3 separate regions of the Hordeum vulgare genome follow, and all the other regions are linked to region 3. The links are chromatin contacts, called in public Hi-C maps. All regions are on one chromosome and are shown on one strand. Each heading gives the region's core, a stretch centred on a gene start, on an enhancer-like site or on the middle of the called end of the contact. The rest is flanking DNA. Distances are from core to core; before and after follow the strand shown. Region 1 holds the start of LOC123409985 (pyruvate dehydrogenase E1 component subunit beta-1, mitochondrial). Region 2 holds the start of LOC123411394 (glycerophosphodiester phosphodiesterase GDPD2-like). Region 3 holds the start of LOC123410218 (NAC domain-containing protein 83-like).

What was found. A called contact is a pair of places that touch in the nucleus more often than the background predicts.
Region 1: a Hi-C map of seedling shows a contact between it and region 3, with 8 times the contacts expected there. The contact joins the promoter of LOC123409985 here to the promoter of LOC123410218 in region 3. A contact is called at or near these places in 2 of 6 Hi-C or Micro-C datasets (leaf and seedling).
Region 2: a contact with region 3 is called in a Hi-C map of leaf, with 7 times the contacts expected there. The contact joins the promoter of LOC123411394 here to the promoter of LOC123410218 in region 3. A contact is called at or near these places in 4 of 6 Hi-C or Micro-C datasets (leaf and seedling).

What each region holds. Positions count from the first base shown.
Region 1 is chr7H:212,279,863-212,282,684 of MorexV3_pseudomolecules_assembly, forward strand. LOC123409985 (pyruvate dehydrogenase E1 component subunit beta-1, mitochondrial) reads left to right here and starts at 1,308. Exons shown (of 14, transcript XM_045102852.1): 1 at 1,308-1,591; 2 at 1,682-1,756; 3 at 2,489-2,569; 4 at 2,642-2,668; 5 at 2,772-2,822. The coding sequence starts at 1,562.
Region 2 is chr7H:211,615,825-211,618,524 of MorexV3_pseudomolecules_assembly, forward strand. It overlaps LOC123411394 (glycerophosphodiester phosphodiesterase GDPD2-like), which reads left to right and starts at 1,327. Exons shown (of 7, transcript XM_045104332.1): 1 at 1,327-1,646; 2 at 2,505-2,564; 3 at 2,677-2,700. The coding sequence starts at 1,362.
Region 3 is chr7H:212,007,885-212,010,685 of MorexV3_pseudomolecules_assembly, forward strand. LOC123410218 (NAC domain-containing protein 83-like) reads left to right here and starts at 1,456. Exons shown (of 3, transcript XM_045103123.1): 1 at 1,456-1,983; 2 at 2,114-2,403. The coding sequence starts at 1,785.

The DNA.
Region 1 (2,822 bases), core at 58-2,557, 270 kb after region 3:
ATGCATCCCCGCAGAGGGCTGAGAAAGCTTTGACTTATATTGACTTCATTATGCAGAATTGTGCTAGGACTGCAATTGCCTCTAGGCGTCGTGTTAAATGGGTTCCGTCACCGGTAGATGCACTGACGTTTAATATGGATGTTGCATTCTTCAAGGAATCTCGACATATGGGAATTGGCGTGGTAATTAGGAACCACATCGGATATTGCTTGCTGGCTTGTTGCGAGCATGTTGACGAGGTTACTTCCCGATAATTAGCTGAAGCACTGGCTCTACAGGGTGGTGTAGCTCTCACCCGTCGCGAAGGATTTTCAAGGGCCGTTTTCCAGTTTGACTGTTTGTCCGTTATCTAGAGAACCAATGCTTTGACGGTTGATCGCTCGCTGGTGGGCCTCACCACGGCTGATATAAGGAGTTGGCGTCGGTCTTCTCGTTTGTTCATTTTAGACATGTAAATCGTTTGTCGAATGCCCCGACACATATTCTAGCTAGATCTTGTGAGTCCTCTAATGACTTTATTTTCATGTACCCCGGATTGTATCCGACATGCACTCGCTCTTGATTATCCTTGATCAATAAAGCGCGATATTCATAAGAAAACTCTGCTCCAACCAGAATGGTACTCCCCATGCACGTGTATCTAGGTCGTCAATTTGATTTCTACTCCCCCCGTTCCTAAATATAAGTCTTTTAAGATATTTCACTAGAAGTCTACATACGAAACAAAATGAGTGAATCTACACTCTAAAGTATGTCTATATACATCCGTATGTAGTCCACGAATAAAACCTCTTTAAAGACTTATATTTAGAAACGGAGAAAGTATAAAATATATTATTTAACATAAAAATTATATCATTAAAAAATAGAACATCTAAAGTTTTTAATAATATATTCTTCGTAATATATGCCTCTCATTAGGTTAGTCAAATTGATGACCTAGATACACGTGCCGGACTTATAAACTGAAACGGAGGGAGTACTAAACTTTTATGATGCCTTGAAACTTTACATAGTCTTTTAATTTTTTCAGGAATTATTACATATATGATCCCGAAGCCCATCTATAACTCAACAAGCTACAAGTATTACAAAATCTAACCAGGACTGAGCCGTATCATGTTGGCATCATTCACGGCAAAGTTTGCTTTCCCCCACTTAGTGGTGAGTCGAATTTCGACCTAAAATATCGAGACACCATAGATCCATGTTGTATATTCCTTATTTTTTAATTACAGCGAATAAATTGTGTGAGATGCGTTGCGCATTTATTATTCCTCTGTTCTTAAGCACCATCCATTTGTTTTCAACTTCCTCGACGTCCTTTCGACAAAACACAAAGGCGATAAACGCAGCCAAGCAAGTCGGCGCGACAATTTCGGCGGCGTCCTCTCCATCCATCTCCTCCTCACCCTCCCCCGCCGCCTCAACACGGCGCCATCCTCATCACGAACCCACCAAACAAACAAAAGGCGGACCCAACCCCCTCCTCCCCCGCCTTCCCCGGAGCACGAACCTCCCCTCCCAATCCCATCCCCGTCGGTAGCCGATCGCGTCGACGATGCTGGGCGCCGCGAGGAGATCCGGATGCGTACGCGCGCTTCTCCGATAAGATGTTTTTCCTCCGTCCGTGCCTGTCGGTTTTTGTCTCTGATCCGTGCGCGCGTTTCGATCGGTTCAGGTGCTGGGGCAGCTGATGCAGACCCTCCGCCCGGCGGCCACGGCGGCGAGGAGCTACTCCGCGACCCCGAAGGAGGTGAGCGCTGGGCCGGAACCCTAGCTAGCTCGTATGGTTTGGACCGTAGCGCTGGTGCGGTGAGGCGTGGCACGGTCGTCGGGGTGATTGATTAATCTGTTACGTACTATTTTTTTTGTTTGTTTGTTCTGGGGTGGTGAATGGTACAGCTAGGTGGGGGTATTTTTTCGAGACGGTTGATCATGTGGGCTGTGGCAGACTGGCAGGGCTGGTTGCATATTGGCCACTCGTGAGCTTTAAACGGTAAAGGGTGTCGTCGATTGTATGGAACCTTACTGGGTTCGTGCAGCTCAGTTCTGGAAATGGTTGATCGCTCAGGAGAATCAGTTGTTTCTGTTGTCGGCCTCTCCAGGTGGGAGGACTTACCTTAGGCGCGAGGCCATGGGTTCAGTGAATTGAACGGTGCTGTTTTGAGAAACGGGTAGCAGTATTGTCTAAGCAGGTGTCTGGACAGCTGCTGTAGATGTATTCAGGATTGTTCTGATTTCACAAGATCGAAAGAACCCAACATTGAGTTAATTTGTCATGTTCTAAGGCACTAAAATGTACCCCCTCTGTCCCAAAATAAGTGCTTATCTTGGGTCAGAGAAAGTATCTCTTATAAGTTTGTTAATATGCTTGCTTGTTGACTTTTTGTAGTGTTGTGTTTGTGTCTAGAAGTGATTTTCTGTTCTGTGTAAATTGTGATTTTGTCTGGGAAATTTATGCTGTTCCTCTTCTTTTGCTCATTAGATGACTGTACGTGAAGCATTGAATTCCGCCCTTGACGAGGAGATGTCTGCCGACCCTTCTGTTTTCTTAATGGGAGAAGAGGTACCACGACACCACCTGGAAGTCAATTTATATTTTTTTTGTGCTCTCTAATACTTGTCATTTCTGTGGCAGGTTGGAGAGTATCAAGGTGCGTACAAGGTGTGTGAATTCTTCTCAAGACTTGTGATTTCTTTATTACTTCGTGGCAACTGAAAATTTGTGTGAATACTATTAGCTTTTATATCTTTTATTTTATTTGCAGATAACAAAGGGTTTGCTAGACAAGTATGGTCCCGATAGGGTTCTCGATACA
Region 2 (2,700 bases), core at 77-2,576, 390 kb before region 3:
GTGTTCTACGCAATGGTGACATTTCCAGCTACATTAGGATAAATTTTTAATAAAAAATATGTTATAAAAATACTCCCTCCGTTTCTAAATATAAGTCTTTGAAGAGATTTCACTAGACGACTACATACAAAGCAAAATGAATGAATCTACACTTCAGAGTATGTTTATATACATCCGTATGTAATCCTCTAGTAGAATCTTTAAAAAGACTTATATTTAGGAACGGAGGGAGTACATCATAATATAACTAACCATATTTTTAAGACTTAAATTTGGCATGATGATAGCCATTGACCTATAACTCTTATGTATTTGAATCCTACATGAGTTTTGCACTACATGATGTGTACGTTCAGTCATGCCTATGCTTTCCATGTTAGTCATCTTTAACATGTTCATGTCTTGCATCTAAGTGACTAACATGATATAAATGAAATTTCATTACAGAAAACTACATTTTATGAGATCCATGGTAAATCTAGTGAAGGAAGACCCAGTATATCTTGAGCAAGAAGAATCACGGAGCCCATCAATCCATCACATGCAGCATGTCTTGTGTTCTTGTTTGTCCCCTTACATATTACAATATATAGGATAACACGTACCTTGCAAAATTCAAAAAAGGCTTCTTCGAGTAAAACCAAGATTTTACTCGGAGAAGCCTTTTTTGAATTTTGGTTTTAACTCGGAGAAGATAACACGTACCTTGGTTTTTCTTCAACCAAGGCACGTGTAAAAACCTTGGTTGACAAAAAACCTTGGTTGACAAAAATATGTTATATCTTGGTTTTTACTCTTATAATATTTTTATAACATATTTTTCATTAAAAAATTATCCTAATATAGTTAAAAATGTCACCATTGCGTAGAACACAAAAAAATACACAATATTCATATAAGGCACGTTTTCATCGGATGTACGGATTAAAAGTTATATCAGTTTTAATATAAAATAGTGTGACTCCTTATAATCAGGTGCCACACAATGTAGTGTGACTCCTTACTCTTAGGCGCCACACAACCAGGAGTGTGGCCCCGGGTGTCACGTTGGCCAGAAGTGTAACGCCCATATGCTATGCGTTACATAGTGTAGTGTGACTCCCGACTGTCGGGTGCCACACAAAAGAGTCAGTTGAGTGAATTTATTTAGAACGTAGTTCAGTTTGTGAATTTGTTTCGTCAATTTTGTCGATTTTGCCGCCGTGTCGCCGTTGCTCCTCCGTGCCCGTCCGTCTGCGGCGGTTGCGTGTCTAAAAATATTCAAATTCTCCCTGCACCAATCAACCTGTGCAAGTGGCAAGCAAAGCAGAAAGAGCAGAGGAGAAAGAGAAAAAAAGAGGGGTTCGGTTCCCAGCGTCGAAATGGCGGTCCCGACAACGCCCCCACGCGCGGCGGCGCACTGCCGGATCGCGGCGCGCGCGTCCACGCCCCCGGTGACGGCCGGAGGGAGGCCCTGGGAGCTGCCGCTCGCCCTGCTAGCGGAGCGGGGGATGGTGGTGGGGGGCCACCGCGGGATGGGGATGAACGCGGTGGGGGCGCCGCCCGGAGCGCGGGTCGGGGCGGCGAGGGAGCGGGAGAACACGCTGCTCTCCTTCGGCCGCGCCGCCGAGCACGCCGCCGTCGCCTTCGTCGAGTTCGACGTCCAGGTATACGCACACGCACACACATGCAGCTAGCCTCCGCTTCCATTTCCCATCATTGCTTCGCAAATTGATACGCTGCTAGCTTGTTTAAGCTTGGATTTGGAATCGGCGCCGCGGCATGAGGAGCGAAACTGGCACCCCGTATGGTTGATTGAACAATGTGTGCTCTGCTCTAGTTGGTACAACCGTACAACTAATTCTGCTGGGATCCTCGAGGACAATCCTTTTTGTGGAACTTGGATGTGGTGATCGTATGGCTGGATCGGGACATGCATTGTAATGTGCAGGGAGTAACCAAGCAGCACTCGCGTGGAGTGGCATTGATCCATTTGTGTCCCAATGTAATATGCAATGCAGCTATATTGTACTCCCATCCGTCCCATAATATAATATAAGAGCATTTTTGACACTACATTCATGTCAAAAATGCTCTTATATTATGGGACTGAGGGAGTAGCCTTTAAGCTAAGAGTTACATGAAACAAGCAGCTACTGCTTAGATGCAAATGACCAGACTAGTAACAGCAGCCACGTTGTGAGGGTGATTGTGGTTGATGTTCTCTAGTGCTAAAGTGTGCCATGGCAAGCTCCTGGATTCTGAGTTGCAGTTGTATGATAGAGGTGCTTGGTCTTATCAATTGTCATTAATCCACTGCAAGGAGTCAGTCGCAGATCGAAGCGTCAGTGAAATCGGCAATGGCAACCATAGGGAACATATATGTAAGCTAGGTTGATGAAAACTGGCAATTCTCTTGGAGCATTCTGCAACTCCCTGACTTTATCCATTACCCCTTCCTTTTAAGCTGACCACAGCACCTCACAGATCCCCTAAAGTAATGATCTTGCCATTTTGGCTTGCAGGTTACAAAAGATGGTTGCCCAGTTATCTTCCACGATGACTTTATCCTCACCCAAAAAACTGTATGTTCTTTTCATCCATTCTTATAGTTGCCATCTTTTACGTATGCACTAAACTATTCATCCATTGCAAGAAAACTTCCGAGTTAATATTCTATTATGGCAAGGTGTGCAGGAGGTTTTGTTTGAAAGGCGTGTG
Region 3 (2,801 bases), core at 206-2,705:
ACTGCAGCTTAAACACAAGCACTACTGTAGCAGCAAATCCAGGGCGTCACAGAGCTGCCGCTCCGGCGCCGAGTACTCCAACGGCGGCTCGTTGTCGCCCTCGATGTGCTCGAGGACGGCGTGGAACGTGCGCCCGGGGACGCTCCGCCACTGACGACAGTCGTCGGAGTTGTGGATCCCCTTGGCGCCGGGAACCAGCTGGTGAAGGCGAGATGGTCGACGTGGCGACGCTGGAAGTACATCGTTCATAGAGGGAGACTGTCGGCGACATACATTTCTTCCTGCCACGCGTGCTCCATCAAAGATGCCAGAATGCGCGCGATCTCGTCGCGACGTTCCGCGGTGAATGACGGAGGGGGCATAGGGACTCCTGCAACGCTCAACCTCCAGACGCCCGGCCTGCACATGTCTTGTGGCACCGTGTAGTTGGCCTTGTGAAGGGCGTGTGCCTCCCACTCGTGCAACGAGCAGCGACCGAAGCCGTTGGCAGCCGCTTCGTCGTCGGGGAACTGCTCCGCCATGGACTCCGCAAAAGTTCCAGCGACAGAGGCAAAAGAGATGGGAGAAGAGGATGGAGGGCGAGCGTCCGGCGAGCGGCGACGATGCACGACTTTTATAGTGAGGAAGGGGTGGGAGTGGTGTGCATGCGTGGCGGGAAAGGACGGGACGTGCGGCGGCGTGCCATCACTACACCGCCGGACCTTGGAATCCTGCGCATTGAACCGACGCGGAAGCCAAGGCGATAAAGAGGACGAGCGTTCTCGACGACGCCCAGTCTCGCTGACTCGGCGGGTCCATGAGGGAGGGATTTGGCGCGGTTTGTTTTGGCGTCAAATTTTTTTCCCCGGCGCCCCGAGATGCTCCCGACATGTTGGGTCTGGTATGGGTCCATAACGTTAATTTCAGCCTAAACCAATAAAAAACAAGGTTTTGAAAACGTGACTGGATGGATTTTTTTGTGCCGACAATAAAAAGAAAACATGATGGGCTTGTTGAGGACGCGATTGGAGATGTCCGGCTAGAGTTTCTTTCGCAGTTTGCGTCGCCCCGGCCGGAGTTCTATCTATCAAAGGGAGATACGCAAGCTATGCGTATTCACGGGAAAAATGTGAAACTGAAAAGTGAAAACCGAAATCACGGCAATCAATCACAATCCAGTGACGGGTGATATTCGACGAAAACGAAGTTGGCGGAATCTGAAGCGGGCAGTTATCGTCGTTGCTTGCGTTGCCGCGTAACAGGGGCACAGGCACTGTAACTTGCTTGAGAATTTCCGGAAGGAATGGAAAGGGAGCCAGCCAGCCGGGCAATAAACCGGCACGCGGGCAGCAGCGCTTGTCAAATCGGAGAAGGCACCGAGCTAAGCCACACGACGGCGACGATGGAGTAAACTTCACGCCTCCCGCAGCCGATCTCCTATATATAAACACGCCGCGCCCTTTTCCCCACTCCCCCTCCCTACTACAATCCCATCGCCCTCTCCCTCTCTCTGTCTCTCCGTAGTATACTGCCCTCTCCCTCTCTCTCTCTCTCTCTCTCTCTCTCTCTCTCTCTGCAAGTCGCCATGAACATTCCAAGCAAATGCACCACTCATGCTGGGCGCCACTTTGCGTTTGCAAAGTGAGATAGGAAGCTGCGACCTGCCCTGCTGCTCCCTTTACTACTACCGTACAAGGACGTGCCTGTGAACTACAAGCTACCTTAGTACGTACGTGCTCGAGCCACTCAGCTGAGCTAGTTCGTGCGTGCTATTACCAGCTGTTGCGAGGTGGTCAGCGGCAGCCATGGAGAGGACGCCGGTGATGGTGAGGCAGGGCGGCCAGGAGGTGCTGAGGCAGCTGCCGCCCGGCTTCCGCTTCCGCCCTACAGACGAGGAGCTGGTTGTGCAGTACCTCCGACGAAAGGCCCTTGGCCTCCCGCTCCCGGCGGCTGTCATCTCCGACGTCCACAACCTCCACAGCCTCGATCCCTGGGACATCTCCGGTATGCTTACCACGCGCACAGCACAAACACGGCCGCCGCCGCCGACGACACTGCTCACCATACGACGTGTGCTCTTACATACGGAGTATATATATACTGAAAGCTGCCGTTTGACTCCGATCGTTTCCAGGCGCGAGAGAGGGTGAGAAGTACTACTTTGCGGTCCGGCCGGCCGCCGGTGCCAGGAGGGGTGGCAGGACGCCGACGGCGAGCGGGTGCTGGAAGCCCGCGAGCGCGAGGGAGAGGCCGGTGGTGGTGTCCCGGTGCGGCCGGAACCACCTCGTCGGCGTCAAGAAGTCCATGGCGTTCGTCCCCCGACGTGCCAAGGGCAACAAGGGCTCCAAGGCGCCGCCGGCCCTAGCGCAGACCGGCTGGGTCATGCACGAGTACCGCCTCGCCCTGCCGCATCACCACAAGAATGTGAGCACTAACTAATCCTCCTTGATTGCTGAATTATTAGACGCAACTTGATTAATTGATTGCCATTAATTTGTTCTTACTGCATGTACTGTGTCAATTATAGTTTTTTTTCTCCTTCCGAATAATGTTCTTGTACTTATTCAACTGCACTGTGCTGCAGCTGTGTGTTTCTTCTTTTTGCGAATCTTTTTTTTTTGCGAATCTGCTGCAGCTCTGTGTTCGTAGTGCTACTATCCAATCCTTAGCTTTGGATGACAGCTCCATCAGTTGCAAAGAATAAACTGGACAACAATTAAGCTAGTACTGATAATTGAAGCTGTTATATATATTTTTTGTGTCTAGGCTTAAATTAGGTTAGTTTTTACAGATTGCTGACGTATCGAATTGAACAGTTTTGC